2 separate regions of the Gossypium hirsutum genome follow, and region 1 is linked to region 2. The links are chromatin contacts, called in public Hi-C maps. All regions are on one chromosome and are shown on one strand. The core of a region is the stretch at or near the end of the contact, and the rest is flanking DNA. Distances in the headings are between cores, read along the strand shown. Region 1 holds the start of LOC107897585 (serine/threonine-protein phosphatase 5). Region 2 holds the start of LOC107897592.

What was found. A called contact is a pair of places that touch in the nucleus more often than the background predicts.
Region 1: a Hi-C map of seedling shows a contact between it and region 2, with 2.2 times the contacts expected there. The contact joins the promoter of LOC107897585 here to the promoter of LOC107897592 in region 2. A contact is called at or near these places in 13 of 34 Hi-C or Micro-C datasets (anther, callus, hypocotyl and 2 more).

Annotation. Positions count from the first base shown.
Region 1 is chrA10:20,983,689-20,987,667 of Gossypium_hirsutum_v2.1, reverse strand. LOC107897585 (serine/threonine-protein phosphatase 5) reads left to right here and starts at 2,640. Exons shown (of 14, transcript XM_016823082.2): 1 at 2,640-2,792; 2 at 3,214-3,362; 3 at 3,567-3,736; 4 at 3,819-3,890. The coding sequence starts at 3,284.
Region 2 is chrA10:20,427,563-20,431,266 of Gossypium_hirsutum_v2.1, reverse strand. It overlaps LOC107897592, which reads right to left and starts at 1,252. Exons shown (of 4, transcript XM_041078956.1): 1 at 462-1,252; 2 at 8-391. The coding sequence starts at 1,209.

The sequences.
Region 1 (3,979 bases), core at 1,391-3,890, 560 kb before region 2:
TATGTAATTGTTTGGTATTTGTTTAGAACATCCTATGTCTCGGGTTCAGCGATCGGGCTGAGTAAGGGATGTTACAAGAAACACATATAATTGGACTCAATACATGAGAGACTCAAACTAAACCTCATGTAACATATGAGGGGTGACAACCTTAGTAATATATGAGGGCATGTCGCTACCTCATTTATTTTACTTAGAGTAGGATTGTATTTTTTATTAAAACAATATTATTTAATCATGAATTATTCTAGCATAACTCGTGTGCTTTTCTCTATAAGTAGAAATCATCGATTGACCTAATTACACACTTCGTAAACGTCATTATTTTGTCAAAAAGTAGTAGTAATTTTTTTACAAAGAATAAATTTTATTTTCTGGGAATATTGAATAGTTACCAATTTATAGATAGAATTTACTCTCCCATTGAAAGTAAATAAATTGTTGAATTTACTTTCCCATTGAAAGCAAATAAATTGTTTTTATTCCGTGACTTGGTTCGTGTTGTCCTAGTCCACACTTAAAGCAATTCATACTTCGAGGATAACGGATAAGGATGCTTAGTTGAAAGTCAATATCAACTTTAGTCCATATCGTACAAAGCTTACGTATATCTCGATTTAGGTTTATTGCTATAAATAACACAATAAGCTCGATTTAAAAAAAATTAAATTTCCGTTGTAACCAAAATAATTATTTTCTCAATTGGATTTTTACAATATTTTCCAAACAAAAGAGCATTACCTTCAATCTATTGACTTCGAACATCCATCCCCCAAATTGTACCTCGTAATCCAGAGTGAATGGAAGACCAATTTGAGAAAGAAGAAACCATTTTACATATTTAAATTTCAAAGCCCAATATCTCCACTCGAAGAGGTTGACAACAATCCAACCATTTAATAAGAGTAACCTTCCTTAAACCATTCATAGAGCCCTAGATAAAATTTATAACTATTTTCTCTATTTTCACATAGAACCCACTAGGAACGAGTGTTGATTGCATGAAATAGTTTAACACTAGCATAAAGACCGACTTGGCAAGTGTAACTATACCTGCCATTGACAAAGTCTTGGAGTCCCATACATTAAGGCGATTATGGACTTATCAATCACAAATTACTATGTTTTCTTTCTCACTCAATCATGAAAGAGGGAAAAGCCAAGGTAGAAGCCCAAATTCGAAATTTGTTGGTACCCTAAGTGAGTACTAGTTAAGGTAGATAGTTCATTAAGGGAAAAAAAACCTTCGCCTTTTGGTTGTTGACTTGATGTCTCGAATAATAATAAAATTGATTAATGGCGTATTTCAAAAGATTTGCCTTCTCCAAGTTAGCTTATAGAAGAACATTAAATCATCTGCATCAATGAAGACAAAATACAGTGTGAGATGTCACGAATTAACCCTATTGGAAAACCAACCTCAACTAGTGTATATTTTATAAATTCCCAAATGATACAATCATAAGATTTCTCCAGATCAATTTTGATAACAATCCATCTTGCTCCCACTTTACTAGTGCGTATCGAGTGAATAACCTCTTAGGTAAAGAATATTGTCTATAATGTTGTAGGCAGTTACAAAGCTCGTCTAATTTAGGGCAATAAGAGTAACATAATAGACTTCAACCTATTAATAATGACCCTTGTAATAATCTAGTAAACCATTAAATACAGATTAATGGAGTGAAAAAAAGATAGAACCTTTGAACTATTAATTTTTGGGATCAAAACCAACAAGGTTTTGTTCAATAAAGGAACAATTGTTTAACTACTAAACACGTCTTTAACAGCCTGACAGATTGACCTAACAGTAACTGGCCATTGTGACTGGAAAACTTAAGAGTGGAATCCATCTAATTAAGAGCCTTTAGGGGTGCCATATTAAAAAGAGCCAATTGAATTTCGTCAGAAGAAATATTGGACTCCAACATCCCAATTATAGGCTCATTAAGCTTCGAAAAATGTCCATAAAGAGGAAACTGACAAATATGGGGTCCATCAACTGTGTATAAGGTCTAGAAATAAGAAATAGCCTCAACTTTAATTACATCTAATCATAACACCACCTTTTTGTTAGAGAGTTTGAGAGTGACTATGCATTTTTGCTTTCTTCTTGTCATTGTATGACTGTAAACAAATTTATTCCACTTTTTCACAATTCATACAAAATTATGTAAAGTATACGACAATTGAACCTAAAAGCTTTAGTTAAATTTAAAAAAGTTATTTAAGGATTCATACTTGAGTTAATTGTCCACAAACTTTAATAATTTATCACGTTGAGAGTTTAAACTTGAGCGTTATTTAATACAACACTCTTCTTTTTACATCAACACATGTTAAACAAAGCTAAAAGTGTTACTTAAAACCTAGAACAATTTTTCAAAAATTAAGTAATTTAACATGTAATGTAACCTATTAAACAAGTTATACTCCACTATAAGTCATGATAGAATTCCCGTACTTTCTATAGAATTCATTCTTAGCAAAAAATATATTAATAATATATTAATAATATTTTTTACCATGCGCTGTAAAATAATTAAAAAGGAATAGAAGTTTCCTGATTTCTCTCCGCAGGGAAAACAAAATTTATTTGACAATCAAATCAATCCATAAATAGAAATACAATAAAATATAATAAATAAAAAATAGGTTGGAAAAGAAAATACAAGTTGTTCTGGTTTTAACTAGGGTTTCCCTTTCAGCCAAACTAATAAAAACTCCATTTTCTGTCGCTCGACAGTCAAAGCTCAACTACAGCTGATTTTTTTTTATCTTCTATTTTCCAGGTAACCTTCCTTCTTCCTCCTTAATCTACACTTAGGTCTCCCTCAATTCTTCTCTAACCCTATAACTATTAACTTTTATTTCTATTTTGCTTTTGATTGTTCGCTTATGCTTGAAATTTCTGTCTTTGAATATGAAGTTTTGAATATCCTAGCATAGAATATATGAATAATTTCTTTAAGTTGTATTAGCTTTTTTTTTACAGATGTATGTGCATGCTTTTTTATTTATTTATTAAAATTTTGATGATAATTTTAGATTTGTTATTTCTTAAGTGTGCTTTAGGTATTGTTATTTTCGAAGGTTTTCTGATACTTTTGTTATGGATGTTAGTTACTACATAGGATGCTCTTGTTTCAGAAGATGCAAGCATTGTCGTCTTGCTAATGTGTTGTTTGTTTAATGTTGTTGTGGATGATGCAGAGGTTTGTGAGAAGAAAATAAGCTTTTCACTAACATTTTAACTTGATTTAAACAAGTTGATAAAAAGGTTATGCCCGGTATGGAAAATGAAGGTTCTAACCTCTCACGAGCTGAAGAAATCAAAAACCAAGCTAATGAAGCATTTAAAGGTACCAATGTAATGAGCATGTAAATCTTAGTGTCACGGAATTTTATTTTGTTTTATTGAATATTGATTGGGTTAAAGTGTTTGATTCTGCATAGAGAAAGTGCAGAATGTAGATAGTCAAATGCATGTATGAGGATTATGATAGTGATGTTTGCAATTTCGTTGTGTTCAATTGTGCTGAAGCTCTCGATTTTCTTTTATTCAGCACACAAATATGGTCAGGCTATTGACTTGTACACGCAGGCGATAGAGCTAAATAGTCAGAATGCAGTGTACTGGGCCAATCGCTCACTTGCTCACACCAAATTGGAAGAGTATGGTAGTGCCATACAGGATGCTACTAAGGCAATTGAAGTGGATCCTAAATATTCAAAGGCATGCTTTATCTACTGAAGTGATTCAGCCTCTTATGCAGTATATATTTTTGTTCTTGTTCTGATGGTTCTCTAACTTACAGGGTTATTACAGACGAGGTGCAGCTTATCTTGCCATGGGGAAGTTTAAGGAAGCACTAAAGGATTTTCAACAGGTGCTGGGGTTGTAATATTTCAAAAAGATGTTTGTTTCATTGTCTTTGTTTAACTTCTTTCATTCAGAGGTTGCTATTGTCTGTAATTA
Region 2 (3,704 bases), core at 3-2,502:
GAAATACCTGTGAGTTTAGGAACTTGAAGAAGGGTCTTGGAAGCTAATCTTGCTTGAACATAATTCCAAGCTCTCTTTCCCTTATAAACATACCTTTCTTCTTCCAAAAATCTTTCTAGCAATACTTGGAAGTTTTGGAAATCCTTTGCCCAATTATCAGCAAACAAGCAGTTGGTCAAGCTCAGGAACTTGACCTTTCTGTATTGATGGTGCAGGGCCTCCCATGTCAAGCATGATTGACCCACATAAACCAACTCAAAATCACTTTGTAAACTTCTCAAAAGCTTCTTTTTATCCTGCTTGCTCCATGATATGTAGGGGATTGTCAAATCCTTCACCTTGATGTTCTCCAATGAACTTGGGATCCCCACTTCCACGTTCAAGATTGCACCTAAAAGTAACCAATCAATGAGTACAATAAGATTGCACATAAAAGTAACCAATCAAAGAAAAATACTCACTTATTCCCTGAGTCCTGTCATGGTTTAAAATATCAAACCATCTCATTCTTTCATAATATTTCTTGTAAAAACCTTCTGATTCATCCTCATCTCTTGCTGTGGTTATTACCTCCCTCTCCAGAACTTGAGAACTAGAGCTGCAAGCTGGTAATGAACATTCTTGCATCAATGGTGTGCTCAAGGAACTAAACAACGGTGAATATTCATTCAAATATGATTCATCCATGGATGGAGAAATGCAGAAGGAAGATGAACATTCATATGCGCTCAAGTCCTTTTGAAGATAATAAAAGCTCCAGTCTTCCATATTCGAAGACTCTCTTCCAGGAAGAATTTCATGGTTATCTTCACAGCCATTAGCCTCTACAAATTCAGTCTTCCATGCATCGGATGGCATGCTTGAACAAATGCATAAGCTGATGAGCTGATTTTGACTAATATTATCAGCAGCTTCCAAGATCAACACTTGTTTTGAATCAACCTCTTTAGCTCTAATAAAAGAGAAGATATAGACGACACAATATCTACAAAATTTATCAACATAAAAAACCAAAAAGTAGATGACTCTAAAAGGATAACTCAACAAAGCTAAAATGCATCTTTTCAGCCATTTGAGACACAGAAAAACTTGGCAAGCACAAAGAAAAAAAGGGTGGATATAGAAGCTCAAATAAAACCATTTGAGAAAATATCCAGGAGGGATGACTATAGATTCAATAATAAGCCAACAAGAAGTAAGGAAAGCCATGCTCAAGTCAGGTTTCAAGATTCATCACTTGATTTGGGGTGTGGGGGATTTTGGCAGTTAATTTAACTTGGTGGGGGGCCAAGATAGATGTCCTTGACCACATAGCATAACTTGGTTGGCAAGCTGCTTGAGTTTAGTTTAGTTTAGTTTAGTTTTTTTTTTTTAATTTGAGTAAGTTATTATAGAATCAAACTCGTCCTTAAACAACTCAAATTATGTAATAATCCGAATTTAATTATCTTAATACCATACTTGAAAAAACGAAAAAATCTTAATCTCAAACGTAAACAATTAGAATTTACATATTTTTTTAATAAATAAAGGAATTCAACTGATATTAATTATATTTTAAATTAAATTCAATTGAAGGCTGCAAATCCCCCAAACATGAATTGGAATCCTTTTTACTCTTTAAACTGAGTTGACAAATAAGGAAATAACATGGAAAGAGCCATATTGGAATTTTTTGTTCCAGATATTTAAAAAATAAGAGAGTAGTTTCATGGGTCAGCAATTCTCACTTTCTTTGTCATTTCAAGAGAGAGAAGCTTGGATTATAATATACTTTTTCTATATCTTGACTAACTTTTTAGTTAATTGCATGAAAATATGCCTTATTCCTACATGAACCCCATCAATTTTTTCCTTCAAAATTTCACAAAAGATTTCAGACTTTAATCCATTTTATATAATTATTGATAAAAAATTTTAATCTTATAAACGAGATTGAAATTTTATTATGTATCTTTCAATTTTATTTAAAACTTTAAAATTAATAAATAAAACATATAGTAAACTCTTCTTTACCAAATAATTACTTTATTTTTACTTTCTCAAGATCACTTGCTTTTCCACAAAGATGAAAAGGACGTGTGGAACTTAAATGAAAATGGGCCCCAAGACCAAGAGTATTGGAAATTTAATACAAGTGAAGCATCTTGACTTTTTCAATCATCATCTCTAACCTCACCCATTACCCATTGGATAACCATTAACATGTCAATGGGGTTTCCACCTAATCTAGTTAACTACTAGTTTTTTTCAAAATTTATGTTTATTTTAGATTATATTTTAATTACTTATATTTTAAATGTTATATTTTACTCATTTTCATTAACATGTTGTAACATTTGTCATTATGCCGTTAATTGTCATTAACAATGTAATTATAAGTTGACGTGACACGTTAAATCATCATTTAAGCAAAAATTTTAGATTGAATTATACAATTGTTTCCCATAATTTTTTTCATTTTGAGCAATTTAAATTTTTTTCTTTTATGTTATTTTAACTTTTTTTTCTTCATTTTTCATTTTTTTTACTTCTCCCTCTATTTTCCTCCTTTCCCCATCTCTTTTAATGTAGTTTTTCTATATTTTACATTTGTTAAAACTTTATTATGTTTATGAAAAAAGAAAAAGTGAAAACTAAAACCAAAATAAAACTTGTTTCACATATTCTCACCCTATAATTACAAAACCTCATCATTTATTATCACTTTAACGAACCACTTCTAATCTTTCAATGACCTAGTCCACAAGCTCGCCTCACTCGAAGAACTTGCTAGTCGTGGCTGATGGCAGTCCACCATCAACAAAGTTTCCTGAACCCATTCCCTTAACCTCTTAACCAACCCCTACTACCACCTTATTTTCTAACCTACAACATTCTCACCTTTTCGAAGCTACGTTGTTTCATGGATTTTTCAAACAAACTCTACACTTTTAATGACTAAAATGATCACCATACAAAACTTACCCATGCTCGACTTTCAATCAAGCTTGCTTGGGAATATCCAAGAAGATTTAGATCAATTTTATCGTTTGCTTAATTTTATTCGACAGAAAAGAAAAGAAAAGAAAAGGAATAATCTACATGATTTTATAAAAGTTTGGAAACGGAAAAACTTTGTTTTGAATATAAAGAATTCAATTTATGTTTAGATTTGAATAAGGATATGAATTTTTTATATTAATTAGTTAGATCCAATTTTAGTTTCAAAATTAGGTTATATTCAAATCGAGATTTGATTAAAAACTATTGATATTTGATTTTGAGTGAAAATTTAATTTAGGAATCATGTGAAAAAAATAAGGACTTGGTTTATTTGATAAGCAAATATTATGTTTCTGTAGTGAAAAATATGAGAAAATGGAAAAATAAAAAGAAATAAAGAGATAAAAAGAAAATCAATTGTTTAAAAAAATAAAAGTATAGGGACTAGTTTTAACAAATAGAAAACATAGAAAAACTACGTTAAAATAAATGGAGAAGGGAGGAAAACAGAAGGAGAAAGAGAAGAGAATGGAAAATAAAAAAAAAAGGGGAAAGTTTAAAGAATATAAAAAAAATTAAATTGCTCAAAATGAAAAAAAGGATCAATTGTATAATTAACCGAAAATTTTTATTTGAAATAACCTTACCGTTAATGACGATTAACGCTCAGTAAATAAAATGTTACAACACGATAACGCAAGTGGCTAAAACGTAACATT